Linked DNA regions of Mus musculus: region 1 is linked to region 2. Evidence: chromatin contacts called from public HiChIP or PLAC-seq data. All regions are on one chromosome and are shown on one strand. Each heading gives the region's core, a stretch centred on a gene start, on an enhancer-like site or on the middle of the called end of the contact. The rest is flanking DNA. Distances are from core to core; before and after follow the strand shown. Region 1 overlaps Amz1 (archaelysin family metallopeptidase 1). Region 2 overlaps Lfng (LFNG O-fucosylpeptide 3-beta-N-acetylglucosaminyltransferase).

Evidence for each region. HiChIP or PLAC-seq counts read pairs in DNA pulled down with a chosen protein or histone mark.
Region 1: a contact with region 2 is called in an H3K27ac HiChIP or PLAC-seq map of bone marrow-derived dendritic cells, with 4 times the contacts expected there. The contact joins two enhancer-like sites. A contact is called at or near these places in 6 of 39 promoter capture datasets (the C10 cell line, the HPC-7 cell line, embryonic stem cells and 3 more), 2 of 15 datasets of contacts at CTCF or cohesin (embryonic stem cells and pro-B cells), 55 of 484 Hi-C or Micro-C datasets (B cells, the BV-2 cell line, CD4 T cells and 33 more), 5 of 115 datasets of contacts at active chromatin or transcription factors (bone marrow-derived dendritic cells, memory CD8 T cells, microglia and 2 more) and 3 of 9 other capture datasets (adipose tissue, liver and pancreatic islet).

Annotation. Positions count from the first base shown.
Region 1 is chr5:140,735,240-140,742,660 of GRCm38.p6, forward strand. Amz1 (archaelysin family metallopeptidase 1) reads left to right here. Exons shown (of 8, transcript NM_173405.2): 3 at 5,826-6,348. The coding sequence starts at 6,045. Among named protein-coding and RNA genes, the nearest start is that of Gm30745, 11 kb to the right of the region's middle. Within about 2 kb of position 4,807, at least 27 of the 459 cell types and tissues checked have an H3K27ac peak or open chromatin away from gene starts, as enhancers often do. A contact at or near this core is called in bone marrow-derived dendritic cells, cerebral cortex, hippocampal neurons and 1 more, where this site is marked.
Region 2 is chr5:140,609,183-140,616,202 of GRCm38.p6, forward strand. It overlaps Lfng (LFNG O-fucosylpeptide 3-beta-N-acetylglucosaminyltransferase), which reads left to right. Exons shown (of 8, transcript NM_008494.3): 2 at 2,668-2,716; 3 at 3,109-3,208; 4 at 3,321-3,474; 5 at 3,578-3,663; 6 at 3,974-4,139; 7 at 5,009-5,094; 8 at 5,225-6,363. The coding sequence ends at 5,291. Among named protein-coding and RNA genes, the nearest start is that of Lfng, 5.4 kb to the left of the region's middle. Within about 2 kb of position 2,054, at least 252 of the 459 cell types and tissues checked have an H3K27ac peak or open chromatin away from gene starts, as enhancers often do. A contact at or near this core is called in bone marrow-derived dendritic cells, cerebral cortex, hippocampal neurons and 1 more, where this site is marked.

The DNA.
Region 1 (7,421 bases), core at 3,557-6,056, 130 kb after region 2:
CAATCTTCCTGCCTCAGCATCAGTTGTAGGATTACAGGAATGCCCCGCCCCCATCCACCCCCACCCCCACCCCCATCCCGTTTGACTTTTCCTCTGGTGTCCTAGGCTGGCCTGGGATGTTCCAGCTTCCTCTCTCTCCTCGAGCTATGAGATGAGCTCTGAAGCACGCGTTGCTGGGAGTGTCAGTGTCCCACGTGCTCCTGAGCAGACAGGCATCAGAAGTCTGAGAGTCACTGGGGAGGGTGTGGCACCGTTTCCTACCACCCTCCTCTCGCACTTTCCACCCGATCCCGCTTCAGTCCCTGCCTCGCGTGCTGACGTCACACCAGGACCGGTTTGGTCCCCGTGACCCGCACACCAAGCTTCTCTGGGGCAGTTCCGGAGGGCTGGGGCTGCGAGGTAGGGGCCGCGTGGAAAGCAACCACAGGCGCGGGGAGCTGATGGCCGGGGTGGGTGCGGGTGGTGCTGCGGAGTGGGGGTTCTAGCCAGCGCAAGCCAGGGGGACGTCTGGGTGGTGGCGGCGGCGTGCTCCTGTGCCACGAGACCACGGGATGTGCTCGGTGTACTTGGGTAGAGGTTTAGGTGAGTCTCAACGACTGGGATTTCATACCTGTTACGCTGGCGGTCAGGTTCCAGATAGCTGGGAGCTGGGTCCCAAGGGGCACTCCCCGGTAGCAGCTCCCCAGGTCCAGGCAACAGCCTTGTCATCTTCAGATGGGGGTGATCAGGCTTTGGGAAAGCGCTTGAAGGAAGACATTTCCGAGCAAGGACCGGTGGACTGTTGTGGGATGTCCCGGCAGAGGCAGGCAAAGTCTCTGGCTACCCCGCTGCTCCCTAGCCTGTATCAGGGAGGGGGAGTGAGTGACCGCCAGGTGATGTCACAGCTCTAGGAAGGTAAAGCCACCTGTCAATGCAAACAGCTGGTTCAGGTAGACTCCGAACTTGTCCCAAGCATAGCTGCTTCACTGATTGGAGGGAAATTGGGTTGGAATTTGGGGTTCATAAGGGAGGATGGGGTCTGCTCGGCGGGGGGGGGGGGAGGGAGTGGCTTCCTCCCCACGCGGTCTGAGCCGGTTCCCCTCCCCAACCCCTTTGCATCTTGCATTTCCTTCTCCCTGGGGCTGCTCAAACCGCCCTCAAGCTTCAGCCCTCAGTAAATGAACCGCTGCAGCTGCTGCGCTTTTTGTGCAGCCTCCAGAATAACCAGAAACAGAGCGCGATTCTTGTCCTCCACAGCCAGGCGTCTGCCTGTAATCCCAGCAACTGGGAGGCTGAGGCAGGAGGATTGCTGCAAGTTTGAAGGCAGCCCCGAACTACATGATAAATCCCTGCCTCATAATAAAAACATAAATAAGAGATATGAACGAGTACTCTGGGAGTTGGGGAACCTGACCTTGGTCACCTTAGTCAGGGTGTCTCTACAGTGGGTGACAGAGCCTCTCTGGAGAACCTGAGCCCAAGTAAGGGCATGCGTGCTGTCCCAGGCTCTGAGCAAAAGGGGCTGAGGGGAGGCAGCACAAAGAAAGGGAGTCTAGCAGAGGCTAGAAGAGGATTTCTTTGGAGAGGGCGATACGTGTCTCCTCATCACTACACGGCCTTTGTCTAGAACAGCGGTTCTCAACCTTCCTGATGCCTCAGCCCTTTAATACAGTCCCTCATGCTGTGGTGAAACCCCCAACGAAAATGTTATATTTGTTGCTACTTCATAACTATAATTCTGCTACTCTCACGAATTTTAACGCAAATATTTGATATGCAGGCGGCCTGACATGCTACCCCCAAAGGGATTGCACCCCACAGGTTGAGAACCACGGGTCTAGAATCATGCCAGGAGTTCCTGCCTCTCCCTGTGACCCATGACCAATCATTAGTGTTCCTGTGCCTCAGTTTCCCGATGTGAAACAGTGGTATCTCTAGCTCTGTGACGTCTCAAGGTCTGTGGGATGACGGCAGGCTACTGGACAGCTACTGTCATGATCATTAGCAGGGTGGCGGCAGCCAGGACACACACAGGGGACAGCTCGGGGGCCATCTCCGAGGATCTGGCATGTCTGAGAGGATGGGCGGGAGTGGTGGAGAGGCCCTCACAGTTCCTGCAGTTTCTCCTGCGGCTGTCAGGACCACTTCCTCCTCCAGCTTCAGCCTCTGCATGAAGTGTGGTCCTGTGAAGACTTGCCATACAGGGTGGAAACTCTGAGCTAGTAGCGGAGAGTGGGGGATAGGAGCGTCCTAAAGATCCCCCGAGGGTGAATATGGCCACAGAGGCTGCTTGAGAGGAAATGCTGTCTGTGTAGACATCCGGGTTACCAGACCTCAGACAAGGACTTGAGGAGGGACAGAGGGGCTTGCTTACTCTGGTGCCCAAACTCAGACCTTGTCAAACCAACCTCCGGTCCATGTTGGAAGGTGAGTCCTTTGGTCATCACTACCCCTCCCCCCATATCCCATCATGCTCTGTTGCCATTTGTTTTCCTACTTGTTTGGCTTGCTTGTGTGTGTGTGTGTGTGTGTGTGTGTGTGTGAGAGAGAGAGAGAGAGAGAGAAGGGGGAGGGGGAGAGGGAGATAGGAGTTCACTATATAGCCCAGGCTGGCCTCGAACTCATGGTGATCCTCCTGCCTCAGCCACCCAAGTATTGGATTTGCAGGCATGACATGTAGCATCCAGTGTCTTCTGGAGCTGCTGTGTCTAGTTCTTCTAAGCCCTGGGTTAGCTGGGTGTATGCAACATTCATGGAACAGCGTGGAGGAGGCTCTTGGTCCAGGCCTGGGCTGCAGAGTGAGACCCTGTCTCACGGACTACAAACATTTCTCATGGCTTTGCCTGAGCAGGGGTGTTTAGCAGCAGTGGAGTCCCTGACCACTATGTGTGGCAGTAAAAGGGAATTGAGTGCCCATGGGGAAGACCCTATGGATAGCAGAGGTTCCACAAGTCGGGATTAGAGGGAGGGAACTAAACTAGCTATGCAACCTTTCAAATATGGCTTTGCCCTTCTGAGCCTCAGTTTATTTAGCAATTAAGATGGGTAAATACGACAACCACACTTTAAGATTGTTCTAGAAGTTGAATAAAGTGTTGGAGACGGTCTTGGGCTGGAGAGATAGCTCAGTGGCTATTATACAACTCAGTGGGCAGGAGTAGTGGTCCACATCTGTAACTGCAGCGCTGTTGTGGGGAGATGGAGATGGGAGGGAGGCTCCTTGGAACTCACTGCACAGCCAGTCTAGCTGAATTAGTGAACTTCAGGTTTAACCAGACATCCTGTCTCAAAAAATAATGTGGCATGTGACTGAGGAGACTGCCCGACATTGACCTCTGGCTTCTGCATGTGTGTTACACAGACACACAGGCACACACAGACACAGACACACACACAGGCACACACACAGAGACACACATACACTCAGACACATACAGATGCACACAGACACACAGAGACACATAGTCACACAGAGACACACAGACAGACATACACAGATACATACACACACACAGGCACACACACAGAGATGCACACAAACATACACACAGACAAACACAGACACACACACAGTTACACACATATATACACTCGGACACACACATACACTTATACACAGAAACACATACACAGACATACACTCAGACACACACAGACACATGTACATGTACATAGACACACACACACAGAAACACACAAACACACACACCTATCTGACTCACAAAGTGATCTTGAGAATTTTCTTCCTTCCTTTCTTTTTTCCTCAGTGTTTTGAGACAGGGTTTCTCTGTGTAGCCCTGGCTGTCCTTGTTCTGAACTCACTCTGTAACCAGGCTGGCCTGGAACCCAGAGATGCCTCTGCCTCCTGAGGCTGGGATTATAGGTGTGTGCCACCACTTTCCAGCTTCTAAGGAATTTTCAGAGTGGCCAATATGGTGGGCAAGATTAACATCTGAGGGGTTCAGGATGTCTGTGGTATCAGGGCCTCCCTTTTTTTCTCCTTTTGAAGAAGTTGTGAAGTAGACCCTCCTGGGCTACTGCAAAGAAATGACACAATTCCAGTTACAGAGAGGTAATTCTGGGAGTAGTCGTGTGGCTCAGTGGTAGAGCCCCTTCCTAGACTCCCCCAAGGAGGGGCTGGGGGAGTGGCTCAGTGGTAGAGCTCCTGCCTAGAATCCCCCAGGGAGGGGCTGGGGGTGTGGCTCAGTGGTAGAGCTCCTGCCTAGAATCCCCCAGTGAGGGGCTGGGGGTGTGGCTCAGTGGTAGAGCTCCTGCCTAGAATCCCCCAAGGAGGGCTGGGGGCGTGGCTCAGTGGTAGAGCACCTGCCTAGAATCCCCCAGTGAGGAGCTGGGGTGTGGCTCAGTGGTAGAGCTCCTGCCTAGAATCCCCCAGTGAGGGGCTGGGGGGTGTGGCTCGGGGATAGGCTTTACTCAACTTAGGTCAGGCCACAGGTTCTATCCCTAGCACTGAAAGAAAGAAGAAAGAAAAAAAAGAATGAAAGGGAGAGAGAGAGAGAGAGAGAGAGAGAGAGAGAGAGAGAGAGAGAGAGAGAGAGAAGCTGACATAGCTACAACCCTGAAGCACAATTCAGAGGTCACCGTAAGACAGCACGGCCCCTGGGCTTCAGCTTGGGGTGCTTTGCTTGCGTGCAGGCCTGGGGCAGAGCGTGGAGTCTAAGTAGGTGGTGTGATTGGCTTCCAGAAACAAAAATAAGCTGGTGGGATGTGTGAGGAGTCAGGTGCTTAGCCGCCTGCAGGGCCTCCATGGCTCCGCACTTCCTCCTCTGCAGGAGCTGGGTGTGGGTGCGTGCGAGGGCAGAGGAGGCAAGCGGCGCCTTGCCTCCCGTGGTCTGTGTTATGTGTTCCTGTCTCGGTTGACTTCCCTGCACTGAGATGCAATAGGAAGCTCCAAGCAGCCAGTTGCTGGAGCCAAGCATGACCTGAAAGAAACACTCCCAGGAGGGAGGATGCTGGTAGGCACTGAGTACCACAGCGGGCAGTCCCTCCGCCTGTCTACCTGGTTGCTTGCCTACAGTTCCAGGTTGCTGTGGTCAGCATGCTGGCTCCTGACTGTTAGAACTGTATCTTAGACCATGTTCACACTCTAGAAACCAGGGTCTGGGAGACACTGGGGCGGCGTCTTCCCCAGAAGACAGCCCCTGGGTGCACACGATGCTCCTGCAAGGAACCCTATGGTTTGGGAGGAGGGTCTGGGTGGCTCTGTGAGGGGACAGGGTGGGTCTTGTGATCATAAAAGGCAGGAGGAGCAGCCTCTGCCTTCCGTGAAGGAACCTCCCTAGCCTTGAAGGGTAGATACCTCCTTATATATGCCTGGCTTCTCTGGGCTCAGAGCAGGGGTGGAGTCCTATGGAAATGCACGTCCATACTCAATTCTGGAATGAGGAGATGGCTCAGTGGGTAGAACGTTACCACATAAGCATGGATAAGGGATTCATAAGTTTGAATCCCGAACACCCATATGAAAGACTGAGGTGGCAGCTCTGTGGGCCTGATGACCAGCCAGGCTGGTTGGACTTTTAAGCTCTGGGTTCAGTTAGAGACTCTTTTTCCAAAAGTCAGGTGGATAGCGATAGACTTGACATCAGCCTCTGCTCTCCTGCCCCCAACACACACACACACACACACGCACACGCACACACACACCGCACACCGCACACACACACACACATAAATGCATACATGTCCACACCCCTTTATACTTGATTTGGGTTGTAGTGTGTGTAGATGAGATCATTCTGACTCCAGTTCACAGGAAAACTGTGTTTTGTCTGAGAGACAGTCATGTGTGCTCAGAGCAGTGACTGGGCCCCATGTGTCCTCCACAGGGGGTCAGCAGGCTTTTTTCTGCTCACCTTGCTGAGAAGTTTCAGAAGAGGCAGAATTAAGCCTCGTGGTCTCTCAGTCCAGCCTCCATCTTCTGGGAGCCCTGAGCGGGTACTCTCTAAGCCTGAGAGAAGGTTCTACAAGAGACCGTGGCTGTCCCCTGGGAGATTCATGGCCCGGAAAAGGAAATCAAAGGAGTGGCCAGCGGCCAAACACACGGCATGGTGCAGTGCAAACCACCCCAGGAGTTCAGCTTCGGGCCCCGGGCCCTGAAGGATGCCCTGATCTCCTGTGACCTGGCCCTGAAGCAGATGTATACCTCAGCCTTTTCCCCGTCGGAGAGACTCTTCCTGTCTGAGGCCTACAACCCTAACCGGACTCTCTTCAGCACACTGCTCATTCACTCAGCCTATGACTGGCTCCTGAGCCGCCCTGAAGCCCCTGAGGATTTCGAGACCTTCCATGCTTCTTTGCAGCTCCGGAAGCAGAGCCTGGCCCGGAAACACATTTACCTGCAGCCCATAGGTAGGAGAGATGGGCTGGAGTCATCTGGACTCCTGGGGGTGTGGCTCAGTGGTAGAGCCCCTGCCTAGAATCCCCCAGTGAGGGGCTGGGGCGTGGCTTAGAGGTAGAGCCCCTGCCTATAATCCCCCAGTGATGGGCTGGGGTGTGGGTCAGTGGTAGAGCCCCTGCCTAGAATCCCCCTAGTGAGGGGCTGGCTCAGTGGTAGAGCACCTGCCTAGAATCCCCCAGTGAGGGGCTGGGGCATGGCTCAGTGGTAGAGCACCTGCCCAGATCCCCCAGTGAGGGGCTGGGGCATGGCTTAGAGGTAGAGCCCCTGCCTAGAATCTCCCAGTGAGGGGCTGGGGTGTGACTCAGTGGTAGAGCATCTGCCCAGATCCCCCTAGTAAGAAACAGCCCCAGGCAGATTTGGCTTGAAGGAGATGGTCTGGGTCAGCTAGGTACTCAGATTGGCAGAGTGACTTGTCTTTTTAGCATCCTGCCCCCTACTGGTCTATACTGGTTATATAGTGTGTGCTCTCATTCCTGGCCATGACCTAGTTATAACACACACTGCCCTAGACCTGTGCTTGATGCTCAGAGGAATACTCATTTTACAGGCTGGAAAGCTGAGGTTGGAAGTATCTAGGGTTTGCCTGATGGTAGAGATGGATTCTGGAGGAGGTTTGAAGGCAAATCTTAACTGGCCTCCTGCTCTCTTGGAAGACACTGGGCTGGGCATTGAGGGGACTTGGGGATTCACAGTGAGTCTCTCTAGGTCTCTTCATCAGGAAGAGACTGGCAGATTTGGAGCAACAAGGGCTTAGAAAATGGCTCAGCCAGAGATGCTAGGGAGGGAGGAGGGAGAATCTGGTCCCTGTATTCTCAGTATACCACAGTTAGGAGGGCCATACCTGGCAGAGGGCCACACTTATGGATGTTAGCTTCAGAATGGTGGGTGGAGGGTATGGCTCCTGAGACAGTGACATACCCTGCTTTTCATGGCCCTTTGAATGGTACCTCAGTGGCCAGTCTGGGGTTTTCTTTCTTTCTTTCTTTCTTTCTTTCTTTCTTTCTTTCTTTCTTTCTTTCTTTCT
Region 2 (7,020 bases), core at 804-3,303:
GTGAGGTATTATAAAGTGGACTGTAGAACTTTGGAGGCTCTTGGTGATCCCAGCAGTCATTCTGAATAAGGGGGCCCCCTACCCAGAAAATGCTGCATTTACTGCCATGCTCACCTCCCGTGCACATGACAGGCAAAGCCCCCCTCTTGTGTGCTATGATCAGGGGCTCTTGGAACCTGTAGCAAAGGGCCTGCTCCCCTGTCTGTCCAGGGCGGCTGCAGTCTGATGGAAGGTGAGAGAGGCTCCATTAACCTGGATTGGGGATGAATGGAAGGAAGGCTTCCTGGAGGAGGAGGTTCCATCTGCATCAGAGTCCTAGGGTCCAGGAAGGGCAATCTTGGCACCAGGCATGACTGTGGGGCTGTACAAAAAAACCAAGCAGGCTCGGTGAGGTGGAGAGGCTGGTCAGGGGTACAGGCAGAGCGCCTGGCCTCTGGCCCGCTGCTCCTCCCCCACCACTAAGGAGCGCGCCAGGCTGCAGGCTGCCACCGCCACAGCCACAATGGCTGGGGCAGAACTTGGCATCCTGTGTTTCTTTGAATCTCGGTTCCAGGAACAATGCTGCTTCCTGTGTGTCTCTCCCCCACCCCCTTGCTTGCCCTCACCAGCTCTGCTGCCCCCCTCTGCCCTGTCCGTCCTCCTTAGGGGAAGTTGGTGGGATGGGGACAGACTGAGATCAGGGTCTCCCATTACTTCTTCCTGAGTGTGGCCACAGGCCAGTGTCCTCTCTGGTCTCTTAACTATATGCCAAGGAGAAAAGAAGATGGTACTCACTTCCCAGGGACACTTGGGAGAGGAGAGTCCATCCCTAGCACTTGGCTGTGCACAGGCAAGCTGTGTTGTGCCCATTTTACAGAGTTTCCGGTGGACTGAGTGATACCCACAGGTACCCCTGCCCCCCTCCTCTCCTGTGGAGATACACCAGGCAGAATACCCACACACCCCACACTCAGCCTCTCAAAGACTGTTCTCTGGGCCTCCCCCCCCCCCCCCCCCACTGAACAAAGGTGACTTTAATCTCCGTAGCCTTGGGCTGGGTTTTTAGGACACCATCGAAGCGCGGGAGAACAGGCCTCTCTCTTGATCTCATTAAGAAAGCATTTTCCTTTTAATCCAGCAGCAGCGTCTGCACAAGCCGGCCCTCTGTACCTCCCACGGCATTCCTGGGCTGAGATGCTAGGGTGCGGGGGGGGGGGGGTGTGCTGGATGCAAGCGAGTCTGTGCGTGTGGGCTGCCCCGGGTGTCTGCAGAGACCTGGAAGGAGGGGGTGCATACTTGCAGATGATATAGATCCCACATTTCATCTCCTAACCTGGGCTTCACTGGAGTGAGCATCTGGGTATGGGATCAGCCTGGGTAAAGGAGTAAGGCTGCTCGAGGCATGGTGTGCCACCCTTGTAGACCTGGGGTTTCTTGGGTGGCTGGCTGGGTACATGCTGACCTCCGTGTTTGCATGCTCACACCCAGGTTTCCTTGGGACCCTTTTGTGCACAAAAGCAGAGGGAAGGCTGGTGGATGTTGGGGAGCCTGCTGCCTCTGCTGTGAGCAGCCCCCAACCGCCCTAGGGTTGCACTCTGCAATGCCAGGGTGCGGCAGTCGGCACGCGCTGGGCGGGCCGGCGGAGGAAGGAACATTCCTTCCCGTGTGCCGACGGGCCCAGGCGGGCGCCGGCAGCTCCTGGCCCCGCCCCGGCGCCCCCCTCCTCTTCCGCAGTGCAATCCTGGCAGGGGGTGGCCCAGCGCTGGGCCAGGTGGAGTCTTGGCTGTGGCCCTGGGCAAAGCCTTCTGTAAGCGGGGAACAGTTTTCCTCTCTGAAGCCTCACCCGGCTGCTCAGATACCCCAGTGGGCCTGGAGACATGAATCCTTTTCTGCTACTACCATGTTGACCGCCGTGACCTCCCAGAACCTGACTGGGTGCTATGGCTGGGGAAACCTCTTCTATGGGGCACAGGAGGAAGTCCAGGCCAGAGTCGCGAGCGACCAATGGCCTTACCCATACTCCCGCGCACAGGACCTCTTGCCCAGCCGGCCCAGTTAACCAGGCCAGCTGTATGGAAATGACAGCCCGGCCACTCCTGCTTAACTCGGCAGAGTTAAGGCTGGCCCAGCCCAGGACAAAGCTGGCGGACAATGGCTGGTGATTCATCCTCCCTTCGGGTCCCTTTGTCTGCCAGGGCTTGGCAGCGGCCCAGCAGAGGCCTTTGTCCCCGACCCGAGTGAGTGAGGCTCAGCTTCCCAAAGCCGACCTCCTCCTCCTGTCCCCCGCCCCCTCCCACAGCTTGGAAAGCCTGCAGGCTGGGCGGGCTGGCAGGCTGTGTCAATAAGGGTGTGTGCCCCGCCAGGTGCACAGGTTGGCGGAGGGTTAGTTGAAGCCCGTTTACCTGGCTGGTGGGGGGGGCATCCCACCTGGCTCGTGCCTCCCAGCTGCCTGTGGTGACCTTGGGCCCACCTGTCTGAAGTTGGAGAGTGAGCCCACCTCCCCCAGCCAGCCAGCCCGCCAGTCCAGCTGCCACTCCCCCTGGGCACTTGAGCACACATTCTGTGTGCAGTGGAGAATTCAGGCAGTTCAGTGCAGGGTGGGGGAGGAGTCTAGATTGGGTGCCTTGGCTGTGGTCCTCGTAGGGCACTTTGGAGCTGGAAGGCTCAAGATCCTGTCTCTTCTTCCAGACGTTCATCTTCACTGATGGGGAGGACGAAGCTCTGGCCAAGCTCACAGGTTGGTCCCAGGCTTGGGGGTGGGGATGAGGGTGGGAGGCGCTGGTCCCAAGCAACTTCTTCCCCCGAGGCTGTGAGGTCACTGGCTGCCGCCTCGGGGCTAAGAGGCCAGTTCACTCGGCTTGTTTGCTTCATGCCCCGCCCCACCACTCCCCGGGCCCCGATTCTTATGCAGAGGAGACCCTTTCAGTCCTCTGGGGACCCTTTGAGTCCCGCTTAGCAGCAACAGGTGGCGGGTACTGGGGGAAAAAAAACTGGCTGAATGAATGGGCAGCGGTGGCTACCCTGGGGAGGGGGCTAGGCTGGGCAGGGCTGGGGCTAAGGTTCGAAGCAATGAGAAATGCCTGCCGCTTGTGCGGACCAGGCCTGCTTACGGGCCCTCCCCGTCCACAGGCAATGTGGTGCTCACCAACTGCTCCTCGGCCCACAGCCGCCAGGCTCTGTCCTGCAAGATGGCTGTGGAGTATGACCGATTCATTGAGTCTGGGAAGAAGTGAGTTCCTACCTTTCCCTCTGTGCCCCATCCGTGCCCCTTCCCTGGCAGCCCGGCAGCCCTCGACCCCTGTCTGCAGCCCCTGACAGCATCCCTCCCGCCTTGTGTTCAGGTGGTTCTGCCACGTGGATGATGACAACTACGTCAACCTCCGGGCGCTGCTGCGGCTCCTGGCCAGCTATCCCCACACCCAAGACGTGTACATCGGCAAGCCCAGCCTGGACAGGCCCATCCAGGCCACAGAACGGATCAGCGAGCACAAAGTGGTGAGTGTCTCCCAGGGTAGCACACACCCTGAGGTGTTAGGGAGGGGCTGAGCCACCTTTGCAACCAGGAGTCTCCTGACAGCCCTTGTTTCACTTCACCCAGAGACCTGTCCACTTTTGGTTTGCCACCGGAGGAGCTGGCTTCTGCATCAGCCGAGGGCTGGCCCTAAAGATGGGCCCATGGGCCAGGTGAGTGTCCCCTGCCTAGTTGCCACTACCCCTGACAGCAGACTGTTCCTGGTGCTCGCTCTTGGTCCTGGGTTCCCTGCAGCAGCAGCGTCTGGCTTGGGCTATTCTCTCCCTGCCTTAGGTAGCTGTGTTTTCTGCCACTCTCTCTACCTCTGATAAAGTCTTCGGCATGGAAGGACTCTGGCTCATGGCGGGGCGGGGCATAGTGGACTCCCTCTTTTTGGGGCCAGTTTGGCAAAGTCTTGTCTACTCATGGCCCAGCTACTGGCTTCAGCCTCTACTTACTCTTCCCCGGGCCCTTCCCTTGCAGTGGAGGACACTTCATGAGCACGGCAGAGCGCATCCGGCTCCCCGATGACTGCACCATTGGCTACATTGTAGAGGCTCTGCTGGGTGTACCCCTCATCCGGAGCGGCCTCTTCCACTCCCACCTAGAGAACCTGCAGCAGGTGCCCACCACCGAGCTTCATGAGCAGGTGCGCATGTGGCCCCCAGGCCTGGGTGACCAAGCAGAGAACTCAACAGTTGAGGGACAGAAGGGAGAGGGTGCCTCCAAGGAAGGGACAATTTTTATCTATTTATTTATTGATTGATTGATTTTGGTTTTCTGAGACAGGGTTTCTCTGTGTAGCTCTGGTTGTCCAGAACTACCTTTGTAGACCAGGCTGGCCTCGAACTCAGGGATCAACCTGCCTCTGCCTCTGAGAGCTGGATTATAGGCATACTGATACAGGGCTTCACTATGTAGCCCAGGCTAGCCTTGATCCTCTTGCTGTAGCCCCCCATATGCTAGGAATCAGCTGTGTGTCACCACACCTGATTCAGAGTCGTTTAGGGGTGGGGTGTATGTATGTTTTCATTTATTTATTTTTTTATTTACTTAGAGATGGGTCTCTTATAGCCCAGGCTAGCCCTGAAGTTGATATGTAGTTGAGAATGACCTTGAATTCCTGATCCTCCTGACTCCACTTTCCTGGGCTAGGGTTGTAGGAGTGTACTACCACATCCAGTTTATGCAGTTAGTTGGGCTAGCCCAGGGTCACTGTTTTAAATAGGGATATCAGAGACTCCTCATTCTCAGGTGTCACAGCCTGCTGGTCCACATGAGGTACCCCAGTTTCACTCTCTAGCTCCTCCAAAACAGAAAGTCAAATAGATTCTTCTAAGTTGCTGATCATGCCCTTTGAGGGGACACTCTTGCTCTGTCTCCCTTATGGTCGTAGGCCCCACCATGGGCTTCATCCCCAGGTGGGCCGAGCCAGTGTCCTTGGCTCAAGGGACAGCAGCAGGAATAGCCAGGCAGGACTGCCACCTCTCCAGCATCATCCTGTTGCTCCCAATGCAGGTGACCCTGAGCTATGGCATGTTTGAGAACAAGCGGAACGCAGTGCACATCAAGGGACCATTCTCTGTGGAAGCTGACCCATCCAGGTAAGAACTCGTAGAGGGTCACCAAGTACCCCCGGGGTTGGGGGGGTGGCAGGAACCCCATGGTTGGGACTGCCAGAGGGCCCATGGCACCCCCAGCCCACGCAGACCAGTCTTTACTCTGTCCCAACAGGTTCCGCTCTGTCCATTGCCACCTGTACCCAGACACACCCTGGTGTCCTCGCTCCGCCATCTTCTAGCAGTCGTGGTTGAAACTCTGTCCCTGGGCGCCCCTGGTATCCAAAGGGCCCAGGGACCTTTATTGTATGCCCTGGCCTTGGTGTCCGAGGCTCTTCAGGGCTATGTGTATGTGTGTGTATGTCTATATTTGTGTGTTTGTGTGGCGTGCCCACCCGTGTTGCAGACTGCTGGGCAGTCGTGTTCTTCAGGGAGTGGCAGGTCTGTCCCTAACTACACTCTGAGCACCACTCCGAGGGCAGTTGTGTGGGATCTGTGTTTGGATCTCTGCAGTGGGGGTGGGTGAGGCCTTGGGGCTCCACTCAGGGGTCCGTGGGTGCTGATTGTAGCAGTCTCTTATGTTGGGGTGCTAGCACCTATCTGGAGCCTTCCCTGTCAGCTGAGCTGTGCCCAGTCCTAGGGAAGCTGATTTGGGTAGTAAAGGCCTGGACCCCTTGTGAGCTCTGGCCCGGGCGCTGCCTGGTGCCATTCTGGTGAACAATGCTCCCCCACCCCCTGCCCTCCAGGGTGGAGGCGAAGTCTTCAGCCCCACCCTCTGATGCCCTATCTTTGTCTCCCACACCAAGTGGGGTTCAGAGCTATGAATTTTATCTCCTCTCCAAAGTAGAGAGAAAGTCGCCCATAGTGGGTGTGCCTGTACATATTGTGACAGTATTTTTTTACTGTGCTCTTTCTTGAAAGGGGAGGGGTGGGTGTGAAAGGAGGTGGGGGGTGGTTGTTTTCTGGGGTGGGCTGGAGAGGGTCTTATTTTATCTTTTCTGTGGATCAGAAAAAAGTGGAAGCCAGACAGGCTTGGTCTTTGGAAAGCTGGACAATGAGTGCCTTAGTACTGTATTTATGCCTTCCAGTATCTGGAATCCTGCTCCCCCCCAACCCTCCCCAGCACCCCAAGACTTACCTCACCCCCACCACCCCCAACTCCTCACTCCCCTACCCCTGGGCTGTATTCTGTGTTCTTTTTGCAAAGACCTTAACTAGGCAAGCTAATGATGATAAGGGAAAAGCTCTCAGGGAATTGATGTGTTGTTGCTATGGTGACGTCCTTCCTCTGAATAAAGGTGCTCTTTGCAGCAACCCAAGGGGCCCTAGTCTTGCTTGGGAGTTGGGGCTAAGCCACCTGTCCATCAAGGTAACTCGAGGGGACTTTCAGATGAGGGCAGGGGAGACCCAGTCATGACATAGAGAAGAAGGCAATTGGTAAGAATTCAGCAAGTTAGCCGGGCATGGTGGCGCACGCCTTTAATCCCAGCACTCGGGAGGCAGAGGCAGGGGGATTTCTGAGTTCGAGGCCAGCCTGGTCTACAGAGTGAGTTCCAGGACAGCCAGGACTATATAGAGAAACCCTGTCTCGAAAAACCAAAAAAAAAAAAAAAAAAAAAAAAAAAAAAAAAAAAAAAAAAAAAAAGAAGAAGAATTCAACAAGTTTACGACTTGGGAGGGAAACTAGTGTTAAAATAGATGAAGTATGGCCAGCTTGGTGTAGATGTGCCTCTGATGGGTTGATACCATGTTGGGAGGTGGGAATTGGACAGGGCTGATGGCGGTAGCTGCTTGATCAGGTCATGCCCTGTGTCAACCTCACTGTGTCCAGACCTTTCTGGAGGAGGTGCAGTGGCTAGTGGGGGCTGGCCAGAGACCCATTTTCCAGACAGGAAAACTGAGGCTCAAAGCAGGCTAAATGAGGATGACCAAAGTCAGGCAGCCAGGCTGCTGAGGTGGATGACCCCCACC